2 separate regions of the Sus scrofa genome follow, and region 1 is linked to region 2. Evidence: chromatin contacts called from public HiChIP or PLAC-seq data. All regions are on one chromosome and are shown on one strand. The core of a region is the stretch at or near the end of the contact, and the rest is flanking DNA. Distances in the headings are between cores, read along the strand shown. Region 1 overlaps DLC1 (rho GTPase-activating protein 7). Region 2 has its middle 89 kb from the start of KIAA1456.

Region 1 (6,424 bases), core at 2,798-5,297, 92 kb before region 2:
CATCCTGCATTTTATCTGGCAACCTGACTACAAAGAGAAAACAACTTGAGAACTAATCCCAGAACAAGATCTGTCTCCATTCTGCAATTACCTGTTCTGATGATGGTCTCCTTTCCTGATCTCCAGGGCTATCATATGCACATAAATTGTGCTCACAAAATACAGCAAATCTCACCAGGAAGTAGAAAATCCAGACTCTCGATCTCTTCTGATTTGGATTTAATTTCACAGTCATCATAGCTCCTTTTTCACTAATATAGTTTTGCAGGTTGTTCTACTGAGTTATCCAAGCTGATGAACAACTTCAGTCCTGGTCCAACACAATCAAGTTTCTGTGTAGAACATTTGAAAAAACTTTGAAAGAGAAGTCTCTGGAATAAAACGTAATTATGAAAAGCATTTTCTCCTCGTGTATTAGTGTCTGCCCTAGGTATACTTTCCCTTGGCAGAGGGGTGAAGTTTTTGGACAGTCACACACCATGTCCTATGCTAATGGTTCTCAGTTAATATTTTCATATAGATAAGACTGGGTTAAAGTCAATGCCGCAGGAAGTCTTCAAAGGGAACCTCAGGAAGTGAGATGTCACAGAAAGATGCTAGAAACCAAGGGAAGAGGTCAGGCCATATTGCCCAAAGACCAACCCAGTTGCTTTGGTTGGGCAATATTATCTCACCACATTGGGCCATGAGTATCATCTTGATCTTGATAGCTCCTTCTCCAAGACTGTCTACTGAATACTTTTAGCTACCTTGTTATAGAAGCATACATCTTGCCTTCCTTTGCTTCCCAATATTTCACCCACCGCAATGTACTACCACCACAAGTGAGACCTCCCCACCCCACTCCACACACACAAGGGGAAGAACTATCCCAGCTGATGCTGCCATAGCCACTTCATTCATCTGGCTGAATTAATCCCTTAAATCAGATTGGAGGAGCTTTACTATCTGCCAACCCTTAGAATGAGAGTTTGCCATCCATTTTCAAAATCGTTTTTTGGTCCTTGATACTTTCTGGGAGGTCTTGCAGGCAATGCTGAACACTAAGTGAAGTTCTTTTCTCCCAAAGTTGATCAGTAAATCATGCAATTCACCAAACAATTTAATACTAACGGAATGCAGATAAAATGTTATAAAAGTATGAATCAATATTTATCTTACATTGCAGTTTTAACTTACATTAAGGAAGTGTGGTAATTTTACAAAAGGATGGACTTTAGCTGATTACTAGCCAGGTAACACGTACATAGGGTAGAGGCTCAAATCATAGCTACCTGGCTGTACTTCAGCTGTTCGTGTATGTGTGTTGGGAGTATGCCTGTACTACTAATACCTGATTGTAACCTAGGGATGCTCAGTCTTACTTAGGGAGGCTATGTGCTGTCAATCTCACACAACAATGCAGTGACTCTGGGAGAGAACCTCAGCTAACTTGATAAGCATCTAAGCGTCTCCAAACCCAGTTGTTTAAAACTATAGCCTACCACCATTTGGTTGCCATTTCAATAACTGCTTTGATTTCAATCTCCAAAATTCTTTCAGTGCCTCTGCCTACCCTGTTTATCTTTTCCTGAACTCCTTCTTATGATGTTTCCATTAAACAGCAAAGGTATTCCAATAACAGTAACTACAGTGTTTGTTTTATCAAAAGTCTCCACTATCTTTAGTCTTGGTTCCTAACCTTTCAGTTATACATGCTTTATTAAAGGAAAAAACGTTTGTAAATACCTGCAGAATTTTACCTTCTCTTTTTTTCCTGTTGATTGAAATGGTGTAAGTGTAGTACACTTTGAAATGAATTTGTGTTTTATTCATCACAAAAGGATCTATCCAAATTTTAATAAACAGGGTACATATCAGGATGAAGTAGTTTGTCCCTTCAGTCTACAAATGCTACAGGTATTGATTTATGGACCTTTTACATAAAGTGCAAGGCTCCTAACAAAAGTCCACATTCCACGCTACTGTTTGATATGTTCTATGTATCAGAGGGGATATGACCAGGGACTATTCTCTCTAAGGGATGTGATACATTTCCATAAGTGACAGAGGCACGTAAACCGGTCAGTCTCCCTCCAAAAAGGGCAGTAATGGGGAGTGTGGGATAATTCAAGATCAGAATCACGACTTCTCTTTGAAAAAGCCCCCATAGATTATCCTAAAAGATCCCCATCACTCTTACTCCATTGAAAGCTGCACTTAGAATTTTTAGCATTGTTATTTATGCTACTTATGCTAGTATTGGTTTTTTTGTTTGTTTGGGTTTTTTTGTGGTTTTTTTTTTTTTTTTTTTTTTTTTTTAGGACGCACCTGTGGTGCATGGAAGTTCCCAGGTTAGGGGTCCAATCCGAGCCACGTCTGTGACCTACACCACAGCTCAGGGCAACGCCAGATCCTTAACCCACTGAGGGAGGCCAGGGATAGAACCAGCATCCTCATGGATGCTAGTCAGGTTCGATAACCACTGAGCCACAATGGGAACTCCTAGTATTGTTAATGTTGTTAATATTCATCAAGGTTTCAGTTCTGCTTCATGTACACATAGGTGATACCTTTGTTGGGAAAGAGACTGGATTAGATTAGGTTAGATACAGAATAATCTTTATAGGCATATCTCTCCCACTGCCAGCACCCCAGATCCATCCTCATTGCCACCTCCTCCTCCATATATATAGTATTTCCCCAGAACAGGCACTGACTATCATTATCCCTTCCTCTCCCATCCCTGATAAAAGTCCTCTCTTTACCAAGAGTTAGCATGCATAAGCTCTCTGTGGTTTCAAAGCCAAGTCATCCTGGAGGTTTAACCCAAAGCCAGATAAGAGAGAGAGCACAAAGAGGTAGAAAATTGCGAAATATATCCTGGGCCCCCGCTCTCTGAGTGAGGTGAAATGGAGATGGGACTGCCTACCTGCCAAATCCAGGAGAGCAGCACCCCTGAAAGCCATGTGCAGATGATGAGAAACATGTCAAAGTTTTGAATCAAGCTGGGACAGGTACTGAAACACTCTCTGAGTCAAACAGCACTCGGTCCACTCCTCAGTTATTCTTTATGACTCAAAGGTTTATGACTTAAAGCTGGCACTACAGTGCTTATGGTCCTCTCCCATCCCCTTTTCTTGCTAGGTTTCTCTCTTCCCCTTCTATCCCCTTCTTTCTTCCTCTTTGCTCTTTGCCCTTTGCCCTTCAGATTCACATACCAATGGAAGAACATTCCAAGGACCATGCATCAACTAACCCACCAAGGGCTCCCCAGGATGGGAGCAGACATTGCCCCGGATGTCACCTGGAGAGACAGTGGACATATGTGGGATCTGTTCCACAGGACCAGTGCCAGCTCACCCAGAGAAAATTGTTAGGCGACGGAGCATGGGGCATAGGGAGGAGAAAGCCCCTGTGTGGGTTTATAATTGAGATGATACACCTATAGGTTGCATAATAAATAAACAAAAGAACGGATGTTGAATGACATGGTGCCTCAAGCAAGGGAGAGGGTTCTCAGGCTTCATGTCAGGGCACAGAACAAGGAGAGCAACCAAGTCCCTTCTCCACCCCTAGAAAGACCTCAAAGCAAGAATGTGCAGCTGTATCCCAATTCCTTGATAAAGGACACTACTCTGAAGTCATTCTGCTGATCCAGTCCTGGGCCCAGGGAGTGGCTAGCACCACTGCCTAACAAGGGGAAGAGTATGAAATGCCCCACTTTGCTACCCTTGCTTGAATTTCACTTGCAACTGTGAACCCAAAGCTTTGAGGAGTGGACGCATGAGAATTTGCTGCCTCAATCTCTTACAGTTTCTTGGGCTCCTGCCACAGTACTGGTATTTGATTTAGAGGCCTAGGAGGGAAATCAGTCCCACGTGGGCAGATAACAAAACACTCTCCACCTTGGAATCATGAAGTGGAATTTGAATCTGAAGCCAAAAATCCTATCTCTGCCTGCTTTGCTAATTACATAAATTTCCTTGCTGGATTCTGCAGCTGTTTATATGAATATAGCTCTGGTTCCCAGAAGTGGCACCTCTCATTACAGGAGTTCAGGGTACTCATGCCTGGTCTGGAACTCAGACTCTTAAGTGTTGATCTTATTTCTGTTGACAATGCTGGGTGACACTGGATTCATTTCATGCTTTCATAAAATGAAGCTATCACTGCCCTGTGATAGGAAGGTATCAAAGAAAAATCAGACAGACAGACCCAAAGTGTGTTTGTGTGTATTGGTTGTGAATAGGAACTAGCAATAAAAATTAAGTGCAGAGACCTTACAGAGGACATTGGAGGAGAAGCAGGGCCATAGCTGAAAATAAGTATATATACCATTTCTTTTAGAATGTTCCAGATTTCAGTATGGGAAGGATCATCCAGCTTCACAGATATCCCCCTAATATACTGTTTGACCTGGAGGAGAACAACTGAACCTTGTGGGATGCATTTCCCACTCTCTTATCTGTCTCAGCACCTCACCACCCTTGACAACAATGTTCAGCTTAGCTTTCATCAGGAATAAAGACATTGGGGGAAAGGTATAGCAGAATAACCGTGAATAATTTCAGCACAACTGTTTCTGAATTGAAATGTAACCTGGTTATTCCATGAAGATCAAGTGCTTTGTAAAATTTTGCTTCTTTTGTTTATTGCATTCCTTTTACTAGAAAGATGAATAAGTCTGACTGTGGCGTCCATAAATAAGTACTGCATTTTAACAAAAATTAAACCCACAATTAACCCGTCTTAATGATATGGAGTGACTGAGCCAGGAACCTAGAGACCTACTGTGGTTACAAATATGGAGGCCTTTTTATATGACACACAGATGAACCAATAAAAATGTGACCTCTCGACATCTATAAAAAAAAAGATATCTTGGGTTTCTTTCAGTGAAATATTTGAAGGCTTTAAAATTTTAAACAAAGTCCAGCTGGTTTATATGCAACAAGTTCCAAACGCTGAAATATTCCCATGGTATCTCGTTTCAAAGAATTCTACTGCTGTAAACTAGTGGATAAACATTTTGCCTTTTTAAAAAAAATGTATTTTTGATATCGAGTAGTAGGTGTGACAAGTAAAAATTGAGAGGAAAAGCATGAGTTGCTCTGGTAGGACAGGAAAAAGGATGATCATTGTGATCCAAATGTGGTGAAAATTATAAAAGCTACCTTCCCACTCAGAGTGTGAAAAGTATACCAGAGAATCTCCAGGACTTAACGTGTAGATCAAATTTAAAGATAGTCGCAATGTCACATGTTTAGATTCTAGAGCTCAGAACAGCATTTTTCAAGTTCCCGCTTTAGATCGCAGCCCCTGCAATATATGCATTACTTTTGTGAAGGGACATACCCTCTGATCTTTCTTTACTCAGCCTGCCTAGATTAAGTTCAGTTAGCCTATGATTTGGAAACCAATAAATAGCTACAGGGTGATTACCAATGTTTTGTTATTTTTCAAATGCTAAATTACCTCTAATCACACCCCCTCCATCCCACTTTTTAAATAGCTCTATTTATTCCCATTGTTCCCTCTGGAGCTAACTAGCAGGCTCTCCTGCAAAACCACATGTTCTTCTTCTCAGTGGTGAATTTTCTTTTCCCTGACTCCTCCAGGCTCAATTTCACTTTCCACTCTTATGCTTTATCTAACCACACCTCCTCAAATTGCATGTAAATTTTTATTTTTTTGTTTTACCCCCAAAGTATCTTAAGGTCTCTGAGCTCTCAATGTGTCAGAGTACTGCAAACTTACTGGATGGTTTCTACTAAAAAGAGGGAAAGATAGTTGCAGTGGGCAAACTGCACTTGATTTGTAAATTACAGTCCAGAGAAGCCTGCCTCTTCTAGCTTAAGTAATTGAGTTTGCAAGGTCAGTGTGACATGCATGACAGGTCCCAAAGAGCTCCCAGTAAATCAGTCTGAAGGTTTTGCGTGAACACCATTCACATAATTGTTTATACTTCCTGTCAGGAATCAAGTTCCAGTCACTGCAGTTAATCCTGGCATTTTAGTTTAACCTTCCTACCTGGGGGGAAAAAAAAAAAGTTATTCCATCACAAAGGCAATAGGAGGTGACAATTCATTCTCCCTCTACTGTGTTTTCTGAATATATACATTGAGTTCAGCCAAGTTTTCACTGTCGAAGGGGCAGAGGCATCAGGTGGCTCCATCATAATCTTGTAATAATTATTACATGCTGGCTGCATCCACCTTGGCATGCTCTCTCACAAGCCTTTCGCCTAGAATCCCTGACTTTTGAGTAGCAAACATTGTCTTTAGCCAGATCAGATACAGGGACATTTGGACTTTTCATAACCTCCATGCTAGAGTCTATAAATGGAGGAGCCCACCCTTTCCTCCTCCAAACTAACTGCTATGATTAAGCCCTGGAAGGAAGGGATGGGAGGTGTGTGAGTACATAGCCCACCAATGACTCA
Region 2 (7,294 bases), core at 3-2,502:
GACGCTTGGGTTTCTGGAGGACAAAGGGACGGTTCTGAAGCTAGAGTTTAGATAGCTTGGTATGAAAATTGGTTTTATGACTTCCTGGCCATTTTACCTGAGGCAACTTTTCTGGGCCTTACATATGTGGCACAGAGAATCACGGCAATCTATCTCCTAGGCCTGTTGTACAGGTTAAACTGCATGGAAGGGGCTCTGCAGATGCAATTCCTTTATTGCCCTCACCACGCCCACCCAGATCAGTTAGGCAGCTTGACCTCTACCCTTGGAGTTCCTTGAACATCCTTCACCCAGCCCTCACAGACAGAGAAGGTGGATGCTGGCAAATCTCATTCCTTTTGGTAGACCCTGAACCATATTCAGCGGTCAGGGAGACCACACCACACAAGCAGTAAATGAGCAGGAAGATACTTCCCTAAAAACTGTAGCCTCATTTCCATCACCTCACAACATACAGTTTAGAACACAGGGAGGTGACCCCCACATTGCTCCAACTTTGCTTAGGCCCAAGTGCTGGTGAGAAACTTATCAAACAGTGTCTACAAAAGAGGGAAGAAAACAGAAAACTGTTTATTTTCCTGACTTAAAAGATAATATCGCTTTGCCCTTCCCTTTTGTTTAAGGTTAGATTGGGAGCATTCTTTGAAAGTGGCTCCAGAAAGAGTTCCTCAGATGTACATGTATTTAACAATTTATGTTTTTCACTCAAAATACATCACTTTCACTAATAACGATACAAGGATGATTACTATTCTAAGAAACGACATTTAATTTCCTCATCTGTAAAACTGAAGGAACGATTCGGATCCCAGCCTGCCGTTTACAGTGTTCTGCAAACTACAGGAAGGTTGTCACGGTTGTTACAGCTAGGTAAACGCCGATTTAAAACTGCCATTTTCCCTGGATTTTATAAGCAATGGGTAACAAATTAAATCAGCACCTTTATCTCACGGAATTCATGCCACTTTATAGCTACCGTCTCATTAATGCTTTGCAGAGTGTTAAACTATCATTCATGAAACCACAGCCTCAGACCTTAGAGCAGCGGGAAGGGCCCTCGGGGAACCTCCCCAAGTTGCAAGTCTCAGAACGGACACCGAGACTCAGAGGGTTGATGACCTTGCGAATCTCGGATCCTGGAAGGAGAGGGAAGCGCGAGCATCTGGATGCGCATCCTCCGCAGAGCACGCTCCTTCCGCTCTGCGCGTGGAGATGTGCAGGTGGGGCTGGGGAGGGAGGAGCGGGGAGAGGGCGGCGCCAGCCTGCGGGACGCGCGTCCGGCGTAGCGGGGCACGGCGAGCGCGCAGTCACGTAGCACAAGTCCGCCCCTCGGCCCCCGCCTGGGCTGGAGCGGACTCTTCAAGGTCAGCGCTTTGAAATGTGGGTGTGGTACAGCAATGAAAGGTCCTGATTTCCTTCCCTTAGCTGCCTTTGGAGAATTTGACAGAAAATGGGAATCCCGCTCATCTTTGTATCTGTTAGACTTTTCGAAAGCAAAAAAAAAAAAGTGTCACAGAATGAGCAGGTGGCGTAGAGAGCACGAGTGTCTCTGGCTTTACAGATAAGGAACCGGGTTTGGCCCAAATGGAACTGGCTCAGCCCGCAACTCCACCCTCCTTGCCTCCCTTCCCTTCCCCCCCTCCTCCTCACACACTAATGCCCTTGCACTATTTTAATCTGCTAGCTGAGGACTTCAAACAATGCATTAAAAAGGGCAGAGTCGGGAGAGCTAACCCCACCTTTGCCACCAAGTGAGGGTGTGTCTTTAGTGAGTTGCCTTTTTTCTTGGGAAGCAGGGATTGCAACCAGGGCTAATCCTAGGCGTGCGCCTGAGGAAGCTGGATTTGTCACCTGGGTGGAAGGGCGCTCTGCCCCACGAGCCCTACCCAAAGCCCAGCCTTTTTTCCTATGTCCTTTTGCTGCCAAAGCTGATCCAGAAAACCTGCATGTTCTTACAGGGGACTCCCAGGTCTTGCCTGCCCTCCTGTGTGGTTAAAGGAAATGGTTAATTCTACTTGGACTTGGTGATTCCTTAGGTCCACAGCTCCCGTCACCAACAGAGATGGGCTTCAAAATTCTGGGGGCAGAAGGCAGCCTTTAATAGAAGGACTAATCAGAAGAACGATGTGTCAAACAACAGAAGCTAGAACACACTTTGCCATCCAGCCTCCCAGCCATCATCGACTGGCAGGTTGTGAAGTCCATGGGCTCTTCAGGGGACAGTTTGAAAATCTCTGGCTTTAGGTTAAAGATAAGGCTCTTCACTGTACCCTCCTCAAAACCTTTCACAGCGTGGCTTCAGCCACTCCCCACCCCATAGTCCAGGCACATCAGAATATGATGCCGCTTTCAATTGTGCACGGCCACTGCTCCCGTGTTCTTCTCAAATGTCACCTCCTTTGTCAGTCCTTCCTCAGAGCCTTAGTGCTTTGTGCATGCCTCAAAGATAGCAGCTGTCACACTGCGGTTGGAAGTTGTGAGTCGTGAAAACAGTATCTGTGCCTGACCTGATATTTAAAGAGCCTTTGGGTTCTAAGTTATGGGGATAGAGTTTCAAACTCCTGGAGCTGGGAGGAGGAGAGATGCAATAAGCAGGATCAAGTAAAAGATGTGGCCTGTAGAGTGATCAGTAGGGGGAGCAAGAGAGCAGAGAATGGGTAAGAGAATGTGTGTCAGTGGGAACCTGGAGGTTCCAGCCACAGGAGGCTGAGGGAAAGCCGCTTGGAAGATGAGTCAGAAAACTAGAGCAGAGTGGGTCTTGGTGGGGAAACTCTTTTGAGCACTGAGGGACAAAAAGCAAAGACACTTGAGGTGGTAGCAGGGAAAAGGCCAACGTGGCCAGTGGGAAGGGAAGAAAAGAGAAAAGTGGGAAGAGACAGAGGGGTGATGTAGAGGTGACAGTGTGTACATGGGCCACTGAAGGACGGTGGGTGTTACCGGAGTCAGAGGGTCAGACCCAATGTTTTGAAGGCTCCACTTATCCAACAGAGGGGGCTGCACAGGGACCCATCCAGTGCCCACTTCTCAGGCCTTGTCTGATTTCTTTGTTGCTTTTGACACCATTAACCACCCCCTCTTGTTCAAAACTCTAACTTTTGGAATTCCACTTTCTCCTTTTCTTTCCTATTTTAGTGGCCACTCATTCTTGGGCTGCTGTCATTTTCCGCCTCTGCTCACCCTCTGAGGCTTTTCTCCCAGCCAAGGCCTCCCCCTCAGCCCACTGTTCTTAAGACACGTCCTCCCCCATATGCCCTCATCCAGATCGTCACCAAACACATGAACAAGACTGGTTCAGTTGGTGAGGAGGGTGAGGAGGGCAGGGCATACCACATTCAGGAGTTACCTGGCCCTGCTCTCTCTCTCCAGCTCCTACTGTTCCCCCATAGGTAACCTTTTCTGGGGTTACTCCAAATAGCTCCCATTTTCAGAAAATTTCAGCTGTGCTTAAGACATAGTATATTAACATAACTGTTGCTGAGAAGCAAATCCCCCAGCACTTTGTCGTGGCTTTCAAGATCAGTAATGGCTTATATGACTCTTGGTTCTGTCTTAGGTCCCCTCAGGAGGCCACAGTTAAGACGTCAGGATGCAGTCACCCACTGGGGCGCGAAGATCCACTTCGGAGGTGGTTTATTCACCAGACTGGTAAGTTGCACTGGCTCTTAGTGGGAGGTCTCAGTTCTTCTTCACGTGGTCCTCTTCACAGGGCTGCTTGAATGGCCCAGCAGCTGACTTCTTACCGAGCAAGCAGTGTGGCAGAGTTGACACACTGTTATGCTACCGTTCTCTATTGGATATTCAGAACAGCTCTGATCCAGGGTGGGAGGAGGCTCCACAAGGGCATAAGTACCAGGAAGTGAGGTGGGCTACCACATGCAGTTATCCGCTTTTGAAGCCTGAATAACTCTGACTTCTCCCTCAAAACTCAGCTCACTGACATATACCTAGTTCCATTGAAAAGCCTCCCCTGATTGGTGAACTTCCTCTCCTGCTGCCATTAGCCCTTGGGCGTCTCTTCCCTCCTATACCAGGCTGCACTGAAATTGGTGATTTATTTGTTTCTCTCTTCCCTAGTCTCTAAGTTCCTCGAGGGATAAGAGAGTGTCTAATAAGACAATTTGATATCACAGTGTCTAGAAGAGTGATGCATAGCAGAGGCTCAGTACATTTTATATAAAGAATAAATGAATGAGTAAATTACATTTCCTTTTTTTTTTTTTTTTTGTCTTTTTGCTATTTCTTTGGGCTGCTCCCGCGGCATATGGAGCTTCCCAGGCTAGGGGTCGAATTGGAGCTGTAGCCACTGGCCTACGCCAGAGCCACAGCAACGCAGGATCTGAGCCGCTTCTGCAACCTACACCACAGCTCACGGCAACGCCGGATTATTAACCCACTGAGCAAGGGCGGGGACCGAACCCGCAACCTCATGGTTCCTAGTCGGATTCGTTAACCACTGCGCCACGACGGGAACTCCATACATTTCCTTTTTTTTTTAAACCAGAAATATATAGCACTTAATTTATATCACATGCCACTCAGACCTCTGTTGATTAGTTTTCATATTTCAGCTTTCATATTGCATTTTCCACCCCTCTCTCACCCCTGACATCGCCCCATTCTCCTTTGACCCAGCAATTCCATTCTAGGAGTTGATTCTAAGGAAGAAATTGCACATGTGTCACAGAAGTAGCTGTGTTGCCCACTGCAGTTTGTTTATGATGTTTGCTTTTGTAGAAAACCTAAATTTCCAAAAACAGTGATTTGATTAAATAAGTTATGCAGTAAAAATAAAATAGACTAATATATAACTGCTAAAATAATAGCAAAAAATGTTCAGTTGACATAAGATGTTCTGTTGGTGTTTTTAAATGAGGTAAACCAAATATGGAAGGTTTTAATTTTTAATCATGATAAAATACATGTAATATAAAATCTATCTTAACCGTTTTTTAAAAGTGCACAGTTCGGTAGGGTTAAGCGCATTCACATCGTTGTGCAGCCAGTCTCCAGAACATTTCCCATCCTGCAAAACTAAAACTCCATACCAATTCAGCAACATTTCTTCCTCCCTCTCTTTCTTCCTCCTTTCAGCCTCTGGCAACAACCATTCTACTTTCCATCTTTATGAATCTGATGACTCCAGGTACCTCATACAAGTGGAATCATATAGTATTTGTATTTTTGTGATTGCTTATTTCACTTAGCATAATGTCCTCAAGGTTCATCCATGTTTTAGCATGTGTCAGAATTGCATTCCTTTTCGAGGCTAAATAATATTCCTTCATATATGTATATCACATTTTGTTCATCCATTTGTCTGTTGGTGGATACTTGGTTTGCTTCTATGATTTAGTTATTGTGAATGATGCTGTTGTGAAAATAAATGTAAAATATCTCTTCAGGTCTTTGCTTTGAATTCTTTTAGGTATGTACCCGGAAGTATAAATTCTGGGTCATAATTCGGTTTTTACTTTTTTGGGGAACTTCCATATTGTTTCTGTAGAGGCTGCACTATTGTACATTCACATCAGTAATGCACAAAGGTTCTAGTTTCTCCACATCTTTGCCAACACTTATTATTTCTGTTTTTCTGATGGTCATCGTCCTAGTGGATGTAAGGTGGTGTCTCACTGTGGTTTTGATTCACATTTCCCTAATGTTTAGTGATGTTGAGCATATTTATAGATGCTTATTGGCCACTTGTATATCTTTGAAGAAATTTCTATTCAAGCCTTTAACCATTTTTTAATTGGTTTTTGTTGCTGTTGAGTTGTAGGAGTCTTTTATATAATCTAGATACTAACCCGTTATCAGATACAAATATTTTATCCCATCCTATTGATTGTGTATAAAACATTTTTTAAAGAGAAATTTTTATGCAAACATACACACACTCAGGAAAAAAACACTGGGAAAAAACACTAAAAAGTGAGGAGTATAGATTATCAGTGAGTTTAATTTTCTTCTTTATCTTATATTTATTAAATTTTTCTGGGATAAACATATTACCTCCATGGAAAATTTTAAATAAATAACATTTTCATTCTAATAAAGCATAGGTCACAGGTTTGTCCTCTGAAGGTCTAACCAAGAAGGTCTGACATCAGAAGAGTATTCACATTGTTAGCGTCCTGCCAGTGGGGTACCGAGGCAAGGAGTGCCAGGTTGTTTTACTTTTCTGGGTTTTATTTTTTTCTTCTTTAAAATGCAAGACTTCTCCAGCACCGGCATTTTTTATTCCAGAGAATTTACACAGAATCGATTGTTCCTTAGGAAACTTTTCCCCATACTGTCTCTGCTCTCAATAGGCAGTTTTTCCCATTTCTATCAGAGCGGTCATCCCACGATATAGTATGCGGTTCCCTGCCTAGATTGGGGTGTCCTCCAATCCAGGGCTTACTCATCTTTGCAACACCCACAAGCCCAGTGCTTGGCATTCTTATTGAATAAACTTGCCAAATCCAAGAGGCATGTTTCTGTTATTCAACTTTCCAGGAGCATTTGGCTCGAGAGAATCAGCTGCCCACTTCTTCCTGTTGAAACCATCTGCTGGTTTTGCTTCTGTGACACACACTCTCCTATTTTCTCTCCTAGGTCTTTGGCTATGCTGTTCCTTTTCAATCTTCTTTGCAAATTCCTTTTTATTCTCTAGCTAAGCTCTAACATCTGAGCTCTTTCGTGCTCAGTCCCTTCTCTTCATTCCCCTTCCTTCCATGACCTCGTCTATTTCTCAAGCTTTAATTCCCCCCCATACACCAGTCTTTTCCGCCCAGCCTGTCCATCCCTTGAGAGCTCCAGACTTGTGTAGCCAACCCCCTTGTGCTCTCTTTTCTGTGTGTCCTTCTAGATCCTCTCTCTACTCTTGTTGACCCTTCTTTCTGCCCTTGGCACTTTGACCTTTGTGGGCTACATCAACAGACTCTCATTTCCAGCTGGGCTAGGCCAATAGAAGTTTCTAGCAGAAGACTGAAAAGCAGGAGGAGAATAAGGTCAGTAAATGTAGTACCCAGCTCCCTCTTTGTGGTTCACCCCAGGCTGAAGCCTACAGCTTCCGACAAAAGGCCCTCTCCTCTAACCAGTGCTCTGTCTCTGTGTGTCTCTGTCTCTGGACCAGTTCCTACCCCTTCCACTTGCTCCTTCACACCTAAGCGTAGTTACTAGCTTCAGGTTTCTGCATCGTCTCTCTTTGCTTGTCCTAAACTCTGCTCCTACCTTTGCAAGTAATTCTTTTATTAAACCCACCTCACATTGCTCTGGTTTCCAGCCCAGATTCTGAGGCATATGTATGTGCTTG

What was found. HiChIP or PLAC-seq counts read pairs in DNA pulled down with a chosen protein or histone mark.
Region 1: a contact with region 2 is called in an H3K27ac HiChIP or PLAC-seq map of skeletal muscle. The contact joins two enhancer-like sites. A contact is called at or near these places in 3 of 47 Hi-C or Micro-C datasets (epiblast stem cells, heart right ventricle and liver) and 1 of 2 datasets of contacts at active chromatin or transcription factors (skeletal muscle).

The regions. Positions count from the first base shown.
Region 1 is chr17:1,241,199-1,247,622 of Sscrofa11.1, reverse strand. All of the region lies in intron 5 of DLC1 (rho GTPase-activating protein 7), which reads left to right. Among named protein-coding and RNA genes, the nearest start is that of KIAA1456, 180 kb to the right of the region's middle. Within about 2 kb of position 4,047, at least 5 of the 83 cell types and tissues checked have an H3K27ac peak or open chromatin away from gene starts, as enhancers often do.
Region 2 is chr17:1,145,724-1,153,017 of Sscrofa11.1, reverse strand. No RefSeq gene overlaps it. Among named protein-coding and RNA genes, the nearest start is that of KIAA1456, 89 kb to the right of the region's middle. Within about 2 kb of position 1,252, at least 41 of the 83 cell types and tissues checked have an H3K27ac peak or open chromatin away from gene starts, as enhancers often do.